Linked DNA regions of Mus musculus: region 1 is linked to region 2. The links are chromatin contacts, called in public HiChIP or PLAC-seq maps. All regions are on one chromosome and are shown on one strand. The core of a region is the stretch at or near the end of the contact, and the rest is flanking DNA. Distances in the headings are between cores, read along the strand shown.

What was found. HiChIP or PLAC-seq counts read pairs in DNA pulled down with a chosen protein or histone mark.
Region 1: a contact with region 2 is called in an H3K27ac HiChIP or PLAC-seq map of heart atrium, with 5 read pairs. The contact joins the enhancer-like site here to the promoter of Cebpzos in region 2. A contact is called at or near these places in 4 of 484 Hi-C or Micro-C datasets (cortical neurons, embryonic stem cells, frontal cortex and 1 more), 3 of 115 datasets of contacts at active chromatin or transcription factors (embryonic stem cells, heart atrium and pancreatic cancer cells) and 3 of 9 other capture datasets (adipose tissue, liver and pancreatic islet).

What each region holds. Positions count from the first base shown.
Region 1 is chr17:78,786,322-78,793,138 of GRCm38.p6, reverse strand. It overlaps Heatr5b (HEAT repeat containing 5B), which reads left to right. Exons shown (of 36, transcript NM_001081179.1): 25 at 1,523-1,704; 26 at 4,866-4,934. Among named protein-coding and RNA genes, the nearest start is that of Heatr5b, 46 kb to the left of the region's middle. Within about 2 kb of position 1,603, at least 34 of the 459 cell types and tissues checked have an H3K27ac peak or open chromatin away from gene starts, as enhancers often do. A contact at or near this core is called in adipose tissue and heart atrium, where this site is marked.
Region 2 is chr17:78,912,092-78,919,491 of GRCm38.p6, reverse strand. Cebpzos (CCAAT/enhancer binding protein (C/EBP), zeta, opposite strand) reads right to left here and starts at 2,993. Exons shown (of 5, transcript NM_001177403.1): 1 at 2,799-2,993; 2 at 1,020-1,135; 3 at 392-436. The coding sequence starts at 1,134. It overlaps Cebpz (CCAAT/enhancer binding protein zeta), which reads left to right. Exons shown (of 16, transcript NM_001024806.2): 16 at 1-489.

The sequences.
Region 1 (6,817 bases), core at 354-2,853, 120 kb after region 2:
TTCAGGTCCAGTTGCTTGATTGGGAGTTTGATAGATTCCTAGATTTTGTGAATTAGATGACAGAGAGGACAAGAATTATTGTCTTTTATTCTTCCATTTATTTATTATTTATGAATTATTTCTTGTTATTTACATTTTGTTTATTTGCATTTATATAGCCTGAGTAGATCCATTTTAATTCAGATCCTCCTGTCTGGGACTTTTCCCCCCAAACTCTGTCAGTGGCTTCTTATACCTCACAAGGCTGGTTGCTTGTCTAACCTCCTCTAGAGGAGGGAGCTTTGGAGTCTTCCAGCCAAATTCTCTTCCTTCTCTCTTTACCTTCAGTGTCTACCACCAACATACACTCTTTAAACTTTAAATGTTAAATTTGGTTTTTAAAGATAGGAACTTGAGGAAACCTGTCTTGTTAACTTTTGGGGGTGGGGTGAGTCACTGAGTTGCCAGGACTTCAGTCCTCTGGACGAGAGCACTGGAGTGTGAGCATTTCTTCTGGTGTGTGTTCCCGGTATTTTAAGTTCACTGATCTTTGTACCTAGCTTATCCTAATGTCACCCAGCATCTTTCTTGTCATATGGTGTGCCTTATGGCCTCACACTCTCTCCAGCTCCATCACAGTCACGCTCCCCTTTACTGTGTGGCATTGCACAGTGCCTGTAACTTCTTGCCTGCCAATTCTGTTCTCTCTTTCTTTCATATTTGAACCAGTTTCTGGTCGTTGATCCTTCCTTTCTGCTGGGAGCCTGGGAGCTGGGTTCTCTACATCTTTATGACCTTGGCACTTTGTCATCAGATGCTGGGCATTATACCTGCTGTGCTAGCACTGGATTTTGCTCTTCCATTAAATTGTGGTGAACTCTGTCCTGAGATGCAGTAAAATTAGTGCAAATTGCGCCATTTGAATTCTTTTGAGATTTGCTTTTAAGCAAAGTCCAGGGTTACCCTTGACCTGGTGCTAAAAGTACAAGACTCCCTCCCCATTCTGTTCTCATAAAAAGTCTTTTAAAAAATAATTTTGTAACTACATTTCCTGACTACACACTGTTTTTCTACAATAGGGACTGTCAGACCTGTGATCGTAATGCAACCCACAAGCGTGTTTTGTAAATAGTTTACTGGGATTCATCACACTCATTTCTATAGCATTGTCTGTTGTGTTCTCTAAGTCCTTTCTGCCTGCTTCCATAGTGTAGCAGCAGAGCTGAATAACTGCCTGAGAGAGAATGTGGCCTGCAAAGCCAAAAATAGTATCTGACCCTTTACAGGAAAGTTCTGCTAGGGCCTGTTCTGAGAGAACTACAAGCCCATTTGGGAAAGCCATGGTAATCATGTATTTTGCTGTAGCTGTCAGTGTCTATCCTGTAGTTGTCTGTGTTTGAGTGGTCTACTGCTGCACTGAGACACTTGAGTTTTATTTTTTAGATATTGTGGATCATAAGTGCTTTATCGAATTGTTTCCTATTTTTATGCATTGTCCTAGTCTGGGTGAACTTTCCCTTGTACAGTCTGTTTTCCTTTGCAGATGACCTCCTAGTATTGCATCTCTCTGACCTGATTCGAATGGCATTCATGGCTGCAACTGATCATAGCAACCAACTGCGAATGGCTGGGCTCCAGGCACTTGAAGACATTATCAAGAAATTTGCATCTGTGCCTGAGCCAGAATTTCCAGGTCATGTGATCCTGGAGCAGTATCAAGCTAATGTAAGTTTTGTGGCTTATATAGACTAAATGAAGTTTGTGAGGGTCACTAAAGGAGGGAATATGGTCTCTTCATGTGGCGCTCAAAGCTTCATGATCGTTTCAAAGCTTCAGCCAGCCCACAACTGGAGAAGGGTCAAACTGCTGGAACTATTTTTAGGCTGTGAGAGCCTATCAGTGATAAAACTAGAATAGAAATTCCAGCCTTGCCTTCCAGTCTTGTGCTTAGATGTTCAGCCACGTCATACCCTGCCATTTAAATGATAAAGGGACATTCACAGAAATGCTGCAGATTTGCTGCCATTGTCTATGTGTACCCTGAAGCTGGATGAACGGTTTTAGAAACAAGCCAGGTTCTGTTGTAAACCGAGCGAGGAGATGGCTCCTGGTAACAGCTCCCACAGGCATCACTGAAAGGAACAGACTTACACATCCTAAACTTGTTTTTCCTGAGATTTGTACTCTAAGATTTCAGTCACACAATAAACCAATCCTAGTAATGGGGAAAAGGCTCTGTGAAAGTTAGGGAAACGTTACAGGCAAGCAAAATGAAGTCGTCTTTCTTTCTCTCTTTCTTTCTTTCTTTCTTTCTTTCTTTCTTTCTTTCTTTCTTTCTTTCTTTCTTTCTTTCTTTCTTTCTTTCTTCCTTTCTTCCTTTCTTCCTTTCTTCCTTTCTTCCTTTCTTCCTTTCTTCCTTTCTTCCTTTCTTCCTTTCTTCCTTTCTTCCTTTCTTCCTTTCTTCCTTTCTTTCTTTTTAACTGAATTATGCCGAAACTTGGTTTCAGACACACATGTCTTGTCTAAAAGCTGCATTCAAGCCAGGTGGTGGTGGTACATACCCTCAATCCAGCACTCCAGAGGCAGAGACAGGAGGATCTCTGTGAGTGAGGCCAACATGTTCTACATAGTGAGTTCCAGGAAAGCTGGGTCCACATAGAGAGACCCTGTCTTAAAAGAAAGCAAGAGAGAGAGTGAGAGAGCAAGAGAGAGGAAGGAGGGAAGGAAAGAAGGAAGGAAGGGGGGAAGAAAAGGAAAGGAAAGGAAAGGAAAGGAAAGGAAAGGAAAGGAAAGGAAAGGAAAGGAAAGGAAAGGAAAGGAAAGGAAGGAAGCAAGCTAGCTGTGTTCATATATTCCCCAAAACTGTACCTATGAGTAATGTGTAATCCTATTACATACATGTGGGAAGTTTTATCTTTAGTCCAAGTGGCTGTATACAGCTGCTTACTCCCATACAGAAAGAAGGTCTCTTATTTAACTCAGGGTTTTAGTGAAGGCCTATAGTCTCAGGAGGTACAAGTAAGAGCAGGTCACATTCCAGACCATCCTTGGCTACGTGACCATGCCTCAAAACAAACAAACAAAACCAAAACCAGCAACAATACTCCTATCCATTAAAAAAAAAGTATTTATGTTTATATGAGTGTTCTGACTTCCTGCATGTCTGCATGACAGAAGAGGGCATCAGATCCCCTTATAGATGGTTCTAAGCCACCATGTGGTTGCTGGGAATTGAACTCAGGACCTCTGGAAGGGCAACCAGTGCTCTTAACCACTGAGCCCTCTCAAATCTTGTTTTATAATTTATTTTTTATACTCCATATTCCATTCCCCCCCCCCGCCCACCCCAATTCACTGTCCAACTGCTCCACATCTTACACCTCCTCCTCACCCCCCACCCCCACCCCACCTGACCTCTAAACTACCTGGGGCCTCCCGTCTCTTGAGGGTTAGGCGCATCATGTCTGAATGAACACAGACTCAGAAGTCCTCTGCTGTATGTGTGTTGGGGGCCTCATATCAGCTGGTGTATGCTGCCCGTTTGGTGGTCCAGTGTTTGAGAGATCTCCAGGGTCCAGATTAATTGAGACTGCTGGTCTTTCTACAGGATCGCTCTTCTCCTCAGCTTTTTTCAGCCTTCCCTAATTCAACAACAGGGGTCAGCAGCTTCTGTCCATTGGTTGGGTACAAATATCTGCATCTGACTCTTTCAGCTGCTTGTTGGGTCTTTCAGAGGGCAGTCATGATAGTTCCCTTTTTGTGAGCCCTCCATAGCCTCAGTAATAGAGTCAGGCCTTGGGACCTCCCCTTGAGCTGGATCCCACTTTGGACCTGTCGCTGGACCATCCTTTTATTTAGAAATAATTTCAAATATTTAGGAAAAAAATCTAAAATCTGAAACCATTTGTATCCTTTCCCCATATTTGTCTATTGCTTATTTTGATTTATTTGTTTGGAAGATGACTCTTTCTCTTCCTCTCTCCTTCCTGCTGTGCCCTTTTATTATATAGTGATAATAGAAAGGCTTATTGACAGAATATTCTCCCCTTTTCTTGTGTGTATGGTGAGAGTGAGTCCACGTGTCTGAGAGGGGGAGCTTGTCTACACACATGAATGTTTGCATGGGCTCAGAAGACAGTCTGCAAGAGTCAGTGCTCTCTTCCCCGGTGGTTCCCAGGGACCGAACTCAGATTGTCTGGCTTGCTTGGCAGCTGCTTTTACCCATCCCTAAAAGCCAGTGCTTTTGAGGTGAGATGGTTTTGAGGAGTTTTAGTGCCTCTTAATTTTTATTATTCCTCAGTTATTGATTCACTTACATGGGGTTTATATAAGAAACACAGAAATGCTATTAGAAATATGTTTAGAAACTACATAGTGGGTGGGGAGGAGACAAAAAACATAACAGGCTACGCTTATCTTTGATTACATATGACTGTCAGAAAATCCCACTTACTTTTAAACAGAAACAAAAGTAAAGGAAACAAGATAGTCCTTTGGGCATACTTCCCATATAGATTTGATACTGAAAACTTCTTCAAAAGCAAAGAAAAATGTTATTTTTCATCGTACTATAAATGAAAGGGGTAAGGAGGAGGTGATAAAGAAAAAAGAACATAGATGTGTATTTGGTGTTTTTATTATATGTAAGTACACTGTAGCTGTCCTCAGACTCTCCAGAAGAGGGCGCCAGATCTCATTACGGATGGTTGTGAGTCACCATGTGCTTGCTGGGATTTGAACTCAGGACCTTCAGAGGAGCAGTCAGTACTCTTAACCTCTGAGCCATCTCTCCAGCCTATGTGAATTTGGTGTTTTAACCTCCAATGACTCAAAAGGCTTTCTGTTTACTACTTGTCTCTAAAATAAAAATGTGCTCATTTTTCTAGGTGGGAGCTGCCCTAAGACCAGCCTTTTCACAAGATACGCCATCAGACATAATAGCGAAAGCTTGCCAGGTAAGAAGAAAGCAAGAAAGCAGGCTTTCTTTTTTTTTTTTTTTTCCATTTCTTTCATGAGATAATGCCTTAGGCATACCTTTTTTTTTTTATTTTTTTTCCATTTTTTATTAGGTATTTAGCTCATTTACATTTCCAATGCTATACCAAAAGTCCCCCATACCCACCCACCCCATTCCCCTACCCACCCACTCCCTCTCTTTGGCCCTGGCGTTCCCCTGTACTGGGGCATATAAAGTTTGCGTGTCCAATGGGCCTCTCTTTCCAGTGATGGCCGACTGGGCCATCTTTTGATACATATGCAGCTAGAGTCAAGAGCTCCGGGGTACTGGTTAGTTCATAATGTTGTTCCATCTATGGGGTTGCAGATCCCTTTAGCTCCTTGGCTACTTTCTCTAGCTCCTCCATTGGGAGCCCTGTGATCCATCCATTAGCTGACTGTGAGCATCCACTTCTGTGTTTGCTAGGCCCCGGCATAGTCTCACAAGAGATAGCTACATCTGGGTCCTTTCAATAAAATCCTGCTAGTGTATGCAATGGTGTCAGCGTTTGGATGCTGATTATGGGGTGGATCCCTGGATATGGCAGTCTCTACATGGTCCATCCTTTCATCTCAGCTCCAAACTTTGTCTCTGTAACTCCTTCCATAGGTGTTTTGTTCCAAATTCTAAGGAGGGGCATAGTGTCCACACTTCAGTCTTCATTCTTCTTGAGTTTCATGTGTTTAGCAAATTGTATCTTATATCTTGGGTATCCTAGGTTTGGGGCTAATATCCACTTATCAGTGAGTACATATTGTGTGAGTTCCTTTGTGAATGTGTTACGTCACTCAGGATGATGCCCTCCAGGTCCATCCATTTGCCTAGGAATTTCATAAATTCATTCTTTTTAATAGCTGAGTAGTACTCCATTGTGTAGATGTACCACATTTTCTGTATCCATTCCTCTGTTGAGGGGCATCTGGGTTCTTTCCAGCTTCTGGCTATTATAAATAAGGCTGCTATGAACATAGTGGAGCATGTGTCCTTCTTACCAGTTGGGGCATCTTCTGGATATATGCCCAGGAGAGGTATTGCTGGATCCTCCGGTAGTACTATGTCCAATTTTCTGAGGAACCGCCAGACTGATTTCCAGAGTGGTTGTACAAGCCTGCAATCCCACCAACAATGGAGGAGCGTTCCTCTTTCTCCACATCCACGCCAGCATCTGCTGTCTCCTGAATTTTTGATCTTAGCCATTCTGACTGGTGTGAGGTGGAATCTCAGGGTTGTTTTGATTTGCATTTCCCTGATGATTAAGGATGTTGAACATTTTTTCAGGTGCTTCTCTGCCATTCAGTATTCCTCAGGTGAGAATTCTTTGTTCAGTTCTGAGCCCCATTTTTTAATGGGGTTATTTGATTTTATGGAGTCCACCTTCTTGAGTTCTTTATATATGTTGGATATTAGTCCCCTATCTGATTTAGGATAGGTAAAGATCCTTTCCCAATCTGTTGGTGGTCTTTTTGTCTTATTGACGGTGTCTTTTGCCTTGCAGAAGCTTTGGAGTTTCATGAGGTCCCATTTGTCAATTCTCGATCTTACAGCACAAGCCATTGCTGTTCTGTTCAGGAATTTTTCCCCTGTGCCCATATCTTCAAGGCTTTTCCCCACTTTCTCCTCTATAAGTTTCAGTGTCTCTGGTTTTATGTGAAGTTCCTTGATCCACTTAGATTTGACCTTAGTACAAGGAGATAAGTATGGATCGATTCGCATTCTTCTACATGATAACAACCAGTTGTGCCAGCACCAATTGTTGAAAATGCTGTCTTTCTTCCACTGGATGGTTTTAGCTCCCTTGTCGAAGATCAAGTGACCATAGGTGTGTGGGTTCATTTCTGGGTC
Region 2 (7,400 bases), core at 1,744-4,243:
AACATAGTACACCGGAGGAAAACAGTCTTTACAGCAGTAACTATGGTTTGTGCCCGTCCCAACCCTTAGGTCTCGCTCTGGAATCTATAATCTTAACCACTGAACGAATGAAAACTCCAGCTGGCACGTGGGGTATATAACTCAGTGACAGCACTTTTGTCCATTGTTTATAAAGCCTGCAGGTTGATCAGTAAACAGGGGAATAAGGATTAAAACAAGAGCTAGCTGTTCTCATCTAAGTAATAGGTGTGAGTCCTTACTGTGTGGTCCCAGGAAGCAACTAGTGTTTGAAACCAATAACAAAATAAGGTCACTTGCTCTAAAGTTGTAAAAACATCACAGAATCTATAGGTTGTTTCACACTTGAATTTTTACTTGAAGAAAAACATACCTTCCAAAATGAATGGAAATTTCTTGCTCATTGTTTGTCTGAAATCTGATATTAAAAAAAAATCACTGTATTAACATATTAAACAACAATTTAGTATATTAGTGTCTATTAGCATTTTGTACTAAGGTCCATCTACTAATCCAAGAAGTAAATCTTACAGGATAGTATACAAATTACATTCATCTTAAAATATAGCCTTTATCGTTTTGTTTGGTTTTTGTTTTTCAAGGCAGGGTTTCACAGTAGCCCTAGATGTCCTGGAAATCACTGTAGACCAGGTTGGCCTCGAACTCACATAGATCCACCTGCCTCTGCCTCCCGAGTTCTGGGAGAGGTGTGCACCATCACTGCCCACAGCGGTGTTAGCTTTTTCTACAAGTAAGTATGACGGGCAGGCTGAGCTGCCTCCACCCATTCCGTTCAGTTCTGAGCCAGAATAGGGACGTCTGTTCTACCCTTCCCAGGTAAAACCCAGACACTCCTAGTCTGCAGGTACAATAACAGCCTCGCTCCCCTCCTGCCCATAAAAACGTCCGATACCTTCAGTCTCAAGAAACATTTTTGCCCAGAAATGTCACCAACATTGAGTGCATCCCCTGCTAGAAAACAATTGCTGAGCTGAGTTTACCTTGGCTGGAGTGCATCTTTTTAAACAGACAGTAAGCTCCAGCGACACCCACAAGCTCAGCTGCTAGCACTCCTTTAAAGATCTTCCTCGCCAGCGGTTCCATGATCCGAGCCATCCTACATTAACAACATGGATGGATGAGCATGTTTAGATTTCTGTTGCCACATCTATAAAGAAAAACCTCCACCCCCAGTCTCAGTGCTTGTATGAACCTCAAGGGTAGTATGTGTTTCGTTTAGACATTCCTACATGCAGTTTCCGATCTCCATGCCTAAGGAGTGTGATAAACCACAGAAATTCTGAGAAGGTATAGAGCTCTTTACAAAGCAAAACTGGAGGAACTAAGGCTTTTTAGTGTCTGTTAGAGAGAAACTTTTTAGCTGACCTAGGAATTATAATACAGTCTAATAATAGGAACAGCATTGGAAGGCCCTTTTGGAGACTGCCCTGCAAGAGGAAGGTACTTTTGTTAAGTTGCACCACAGTTCATGCCTTTCCTAGACGGATATGAAACCAGACGGTAGCAAACCAGTCTTGGCTCTAAGGCAGTCTCAGTGTTGGAACACTTCAATGCACCATCCCCAAAGCAGCGTGCGTTCCTAAGCCTTCAGACCACTTCCCAGTCCCCAGATCCTGATTCAGCAAGACTAGGGTGGCAGGCACCCCAGTAATCCCCCCCCCCCCCGTGAAGTCACTCCAGGTTTTATACAAAGCCCTGGCCCATGGGGGAGAAGTTGACTGGTGGTGACCCAGTCCATGGCAAAGCTTCGAGTAACTGAAGTCTTCCCCCCTGTACGCAGAGACAAACCGAGAACGGGAGCATGCAAGCTATTAGCATGAGTAGTAGGCTCAGTTTCCAACAGTCAAAAGAAGGTGTCTTTGAAGAACCGTTATCCAGTAAATAAGGTTTTGTCTTGCTAAATATGCAAAAGGTAGCTCAGGCTTTATAACTAACTCCCTATAACCCCAAACTACTAAGCTTTTGATCTAATATTCTGATATTTTCCCACTGCTCAATGCTGAGACAGGCTGTTCTTTAATGTTCAGGATCAGCCAGTCCTTTCCCCTGCTTTTACGTCCCTTTCATGGTATCTAAGCATGAAAATAATTAAACACTATCAGGATTCGCCTTGGACTCTGTTACCATGTGTCCCTCCTCCAACGTTCGTTTTTCACTTTAGTAATGGGAATTACTCAGGGACCAGAAAAAAAAAAAACTGTATTATTCTCATTTTTAAAACGAAGCAAATAAAAAACTGGGGAGGAGGCAGAAGGGACAGCTGTGTTCCTCGATTTCCCAGTACTCTGCTAAATCACTGACGGTCCCGCTCAGTTCTAAGTTCTCAAGGGCGGTTTTAAGGTTTCAGGGCGAGGACAGGGCACACCTGCCTGCATCCTGTTCCACAACTTACGGGATCTGAGCGAAATCTTTTTTGATTGGAAGAGAGTGATGCTAAGATATCAAACAGTCCAAATAATGATATTAATAAAACACTTAATTTCTTAAAAACTGATGGACGTGCCACATTCCAAAGCCCTGCGCTTCGGGACTTGTCTACTTAATAATAAAGCACGTTTGTCACCAGAGACACACTGTCCAGACAAGATGGCTCAGGGAGACCAAAGACCACGGAGCCTTGTTGCACAGGAGCGCCTGGGGCTGCAGCGCAGGAGAAGCAACCCTGCGTGTGCTCCAGTGTAGGCCCGAGGGAGGAAAGGCGGCGCTGCGACCGGGGGCTGCTGCCCTGCAAGGATCCAACAGCGAGCACCCAGCCTTACCCGGGGTCCTGGTCCCAGCATGCGTCGCGGCTCGGCGACCCGGAAACGCTCGCGCTCCTGCGCCTGCGGGGCGGGCTCGCTCGAGTGTTCCCCACACCCAAGAATGTCACAGACCCCACGCGCCACACATTGGGGAACAGAGGACAAGAAACACTGCCCGGTCCTTACCTGAGGCCTCCGCAACCCGACTGCGCAAGCGCACGGTCTTAGCGCCACGCCCCCAGCTTTAGCCACGCCCCACAGAGGAACCTGACCTAACTAGCTGTGGGAAGCTGGTATCGTTTAGGCAAGGTTATCCTGCCCGCGGTCACACCCAAGTAAAAGAATTCACATTTGAACCCAGGACACCATCTCCAAACTCTGCACATGGATCGTCTCTCCCACTCTAAACCCAAAATGTATCAGAACGGGAACAACCCATCGCCAGAGAGTGGCCAGAAAAGTGGGACCCTAAATTGGGATTTGCCCTTTAGCCAGGTTCCTAGACAATTCCTTTACACATTAAAGGTGAGAAGCGCTGTGCCTAGGTGCTGCCCAATAGTCAAGAAGAGGGCTGACCTAAGGGAAGGAAAGATAGGAGATGGGGCATAGGAATGCCTAAAGAGGGACCACGTGCATGACAAAGCCTGGAATGTCAGACTATATCCACTTTTATTAAAATGCAGTCTGTCCTCAGAGATCCACAGCCAGGGCTGCACGGAGAAACCCTGTCTCAAACAAGCAAACACAGGAAGCTATGAATGCTGCCCAACAAAACGTTCAAGGTAAACATAATGGAAATTGGGGGAGGGGGAGTGGCTTGGCTTGGCTTAGCTTAGCTTGGCTTGGCTTGACTTGGCTCACTGGTACAGCTAACTGTGCAACACTTATGGATCTTGCATCTTCGATTCCCTGTTCCTGTTGGTTCCGACTGTTGATTCGAACATCTGGACATGTCACTGCTGTTGCTAACCTGACTCTACAGAACTGTATCCATGAGGTGTTTGCCAGTGGATCCAACTACCGCTGCCTGCTAACCTGTGAACTGAACTGATTTCCAGACAACACAGAAGGGAGTTGCTCCAAAGAACCTTTCTAAACAGTTCCACTTCCCCCCCCCCCCCCGTATCCTTTCTTTCCCACTACCTCTGGTGAGTGGTGGGTTACAAGGAAGGTTAAAGTGTTTAAAAACCATCATTAAAAATGGAATTTGAGGGCTGGAGAGATGGCTCAGTGGTTAAGAGCACCGACTGCTCTTCTGAAGGTCCTGAGTTCAAATCCCAGCAACCACATGGTGGCTCAAAACCATAATGAGATCTGACGCCCTCTTCTGGTGCATCTGAAGACAGCTACAGTGTACTTACATATAATAATAAATATTTTTTTTTAAATGGGATTTGGAAAAATTAAAGTTACACCAGGGAGTACAAGTGTCAAAAAGATTATAAGGATTCAACAAGGTGCAAGGTGTGGCCTTGTTGAAGGAAGTGTGTCACTGGGGGTGTGATTTGAGGTTTCAAAAGTCCACACCAGACCCAGTCTTTCTCTTTGCCTATGGATCAGACTGTAGAGCTCTCAGCGACTTCTCCAGCTCCACCAAGTAGACAGTAAATTACCTCTGAAACTGTAGGTCAGCTCTCAATTAAGTCCTTTTTCTTTATGAATTGCCTTGGTTGTGGTGTCTCTTAAGAGCAATAACGCAATGACAAAGACATGGCTCAACTAGCCATTTTTATTAGTGGTCTTTTTGACAAATGCAATGTCATCCAAAAATGATGTATTTAGTGTCCTTAGAAGACACAACTAAATCAAGGAACTTATATGGCGCAATAAAATATATGTTAAGCCCATTTTCTTTGTCCACCATCAATATATCTCCTTTGGTTGATACCCCATTAATGGCAGGTAAAAGAGAGAAACACATTTGTAAAACCAATAGAAGAGGATGCAAAAGCCACCCTGTGCTTACATGTAATGGAGTATCATTATACAGCACATCAAGAACATGTATGCACAAAAGCATGACAAATGTATGTTATGAAAATCCTCAAAACCGTGGGTTTCATGGAATGAAGGAATAAATAAGCACCAGTCCCAGGAGTTCTTTTAAAACATTGACACTGACTAAAACTAAATCATTTACTTTTCATAAATAAGATGACAAAGTTAAAACCAAATGATAAACAGATTTTATTACTTGAGACATGTGATCAAGTTGCTTATGGTCTCAAAACTGAATTTACTGCGGAACTTGATGAGGCAAGCTACCATACAGATTTAGCATTCTTACCAGGGATCCCCCTAAGTGAACCATGTGGAGCCAGGATCGCTGCAAAAAGCAAGAGGAATTTATTGTTCCAGTGCACTGGGGTCATCCCAGACCCGAAGGACAGGCAGCAACCACCATCACCAGTTAGGCTGTTTTTATAAGGTTTCCAGGGGCAGAACAGAGCATTAGCAACTCGGCACAATATGATTGGCAGAACAGTGCACCCTTTAAACTGATTAGTCTTTAGGGAATGAGGTGACAAGGACTTCACCTTGTTTGAAAGTGAGCAACAGTCAGTCCTGCGGAATGTGTCCCCACCCACCCACAGGTCCGTTGCTACCCTGTGGTCTAAGAAATGCTAATTAGCTTCTCCCTTGTCTGGGGGGTGGGGGGGCTTGGGGGGGGTGGAGGGGTGTCATAACCTTCCCAAAGTTCCTGAGCTGACCTTTTCACTACAAGAATTTGAGTGGCTAGAGAGATGGCTAGGCAGTATAGAGTACTTGTTTTTCTTGCAGAGGACTTGAGTTCAATTCCCAGCGCCCAAGCAACCCTAGTTCAACAACTCTAGCTCCAGGTGATCCAATGTTCTCTTCTGACCTCCAAAAGCAGCAGGCACACATGTGGTACATGCTCATGCATGCAGCCAAAACATTCAAACACATAGCATAAATTTAAAAATTAATGAATTTAAAGCAGATTTCAAAATTCCCAGAAAAAAAAAATATCTTGGTAAACTTCCAACTCTGTTTTCAGTCAAGTAGATAGGTTGCCTGTCAGTTATAAACAGACTGTATAAAGCTGCAGTCAGCTGTGAACCCCAAGATTTTGTCCTTTACTGGGAGGGGAAAAAAACCCAAACTTTTTCTAGTTGTGGTGTGGCTCAGCACTTAGCACACACCTTTCTTTAATCCCTCTGGCTGGAATACAGACATGCCCTTAGTACACACCCTTAACCCCAAACAATGAAGGAAAACTTAGTTTGTAGAAGGAGGCAGCCATGTTTGAAAGTGATGTCTAACTGAATGGCAGACGAGATGATGAATCTGTTGTATTACTAATAAAGCCTGGTTGTGGAGTTGCTACCCACCTCAATGGTTTATGTTCCCGAATGAAAGACATACATACATACATACGCGCGCGCGCGCACACACACACACGCGCACACACACACACACCCTTTATATTTTAAGATGCCCTATGCAGCACAATAGCTGGGTGACTGCCAACCCTCCGGGTGGCTAGAATCTGCCTTCCGCTGATAATTCTGAGTTACTACTTACTAACATCTTTGTTTCATATTGGCCACTCCCGACCCATTTGTGGTGCACTCTGGGCCCCCGCTTTCTTTGCCAGGAGCCCAGGGTGCTCTCCTTGCTTCTCTACCCCACAGTGGTCTCTGACTCTCCTCTCTCCATACTCTCCTCTTCCTTTCCTCCGGGTCCCAGCTCAGAAATTCCTAAAACCCCACCTCTGTCTGTCCTCCTCAGCTATTGGCTGCTGGCATCTTTATTTACCAATCAGAACCAACTGGGGGCGGAGCCCCAGAAGCTATGTGCAGACCTTCTCCCACAAATAGGTTTAGGGGGTGGGGACATAATTAGCAGTTGTGATAATAGCAGCTTCACGGATCACAGAAAGATTTGACAAAATAGGATATGCCCAACTCTCATGAGAAGAGAGAGAAGAGGTAAGCTATTTAAGAGAGCACAGAGAGAGAGAAAAAAGAGAGAGGAAGGAGGCCGTTAGACTAGGACAGTTGTACAGAGACAAGTTGAAGAGAGAACAAGCTATATACAGGTGAAGACAGAATGAGAAGGAGCCAGAAGATTAGAACAGATTGCCAAGGTTAGTATGAGGCTGCGCAGAGCAATTCAGGAGAAGCTGAGAGAAGCCAGACTGAATCAGTGAGCATGAAGAGGAGTCTGAGCTAAAACAGCTCACGATCAGGAAGAACAAGAAAGAGTATGTGTATTCAGCAGTGTCTTAGTCGGGGTTTCTGTTCCTGCACAAACATCATGACCAAGAAGCAAGGTGGGGAGGAAAGGGTTTATTCATCTTACACGTCCATACTGTTGTTCATCACCAAGGAAATCAGGACTGGAACTCAGGCAGGTCAGGAAGCAGGAGCTGATGCAGAAGCCGTGGAGAGATGTTCTTTACTGGCTTGCTTCCCCTGGCTTGCTCAGCTTGCTTTCTTATAGAACCCAAGACTACCAGCCCAGAGATGGTCCCATCCACAAGGGGCCTTTCTTCCTTGATCACTAATTGAGAAAATGCCTTATAGTTGTATCTCATGGAGGCATTTCCTCAACTGAAGCTCCTTTTTCTGTGATAACTCCAGCTGTGTCAAGTTG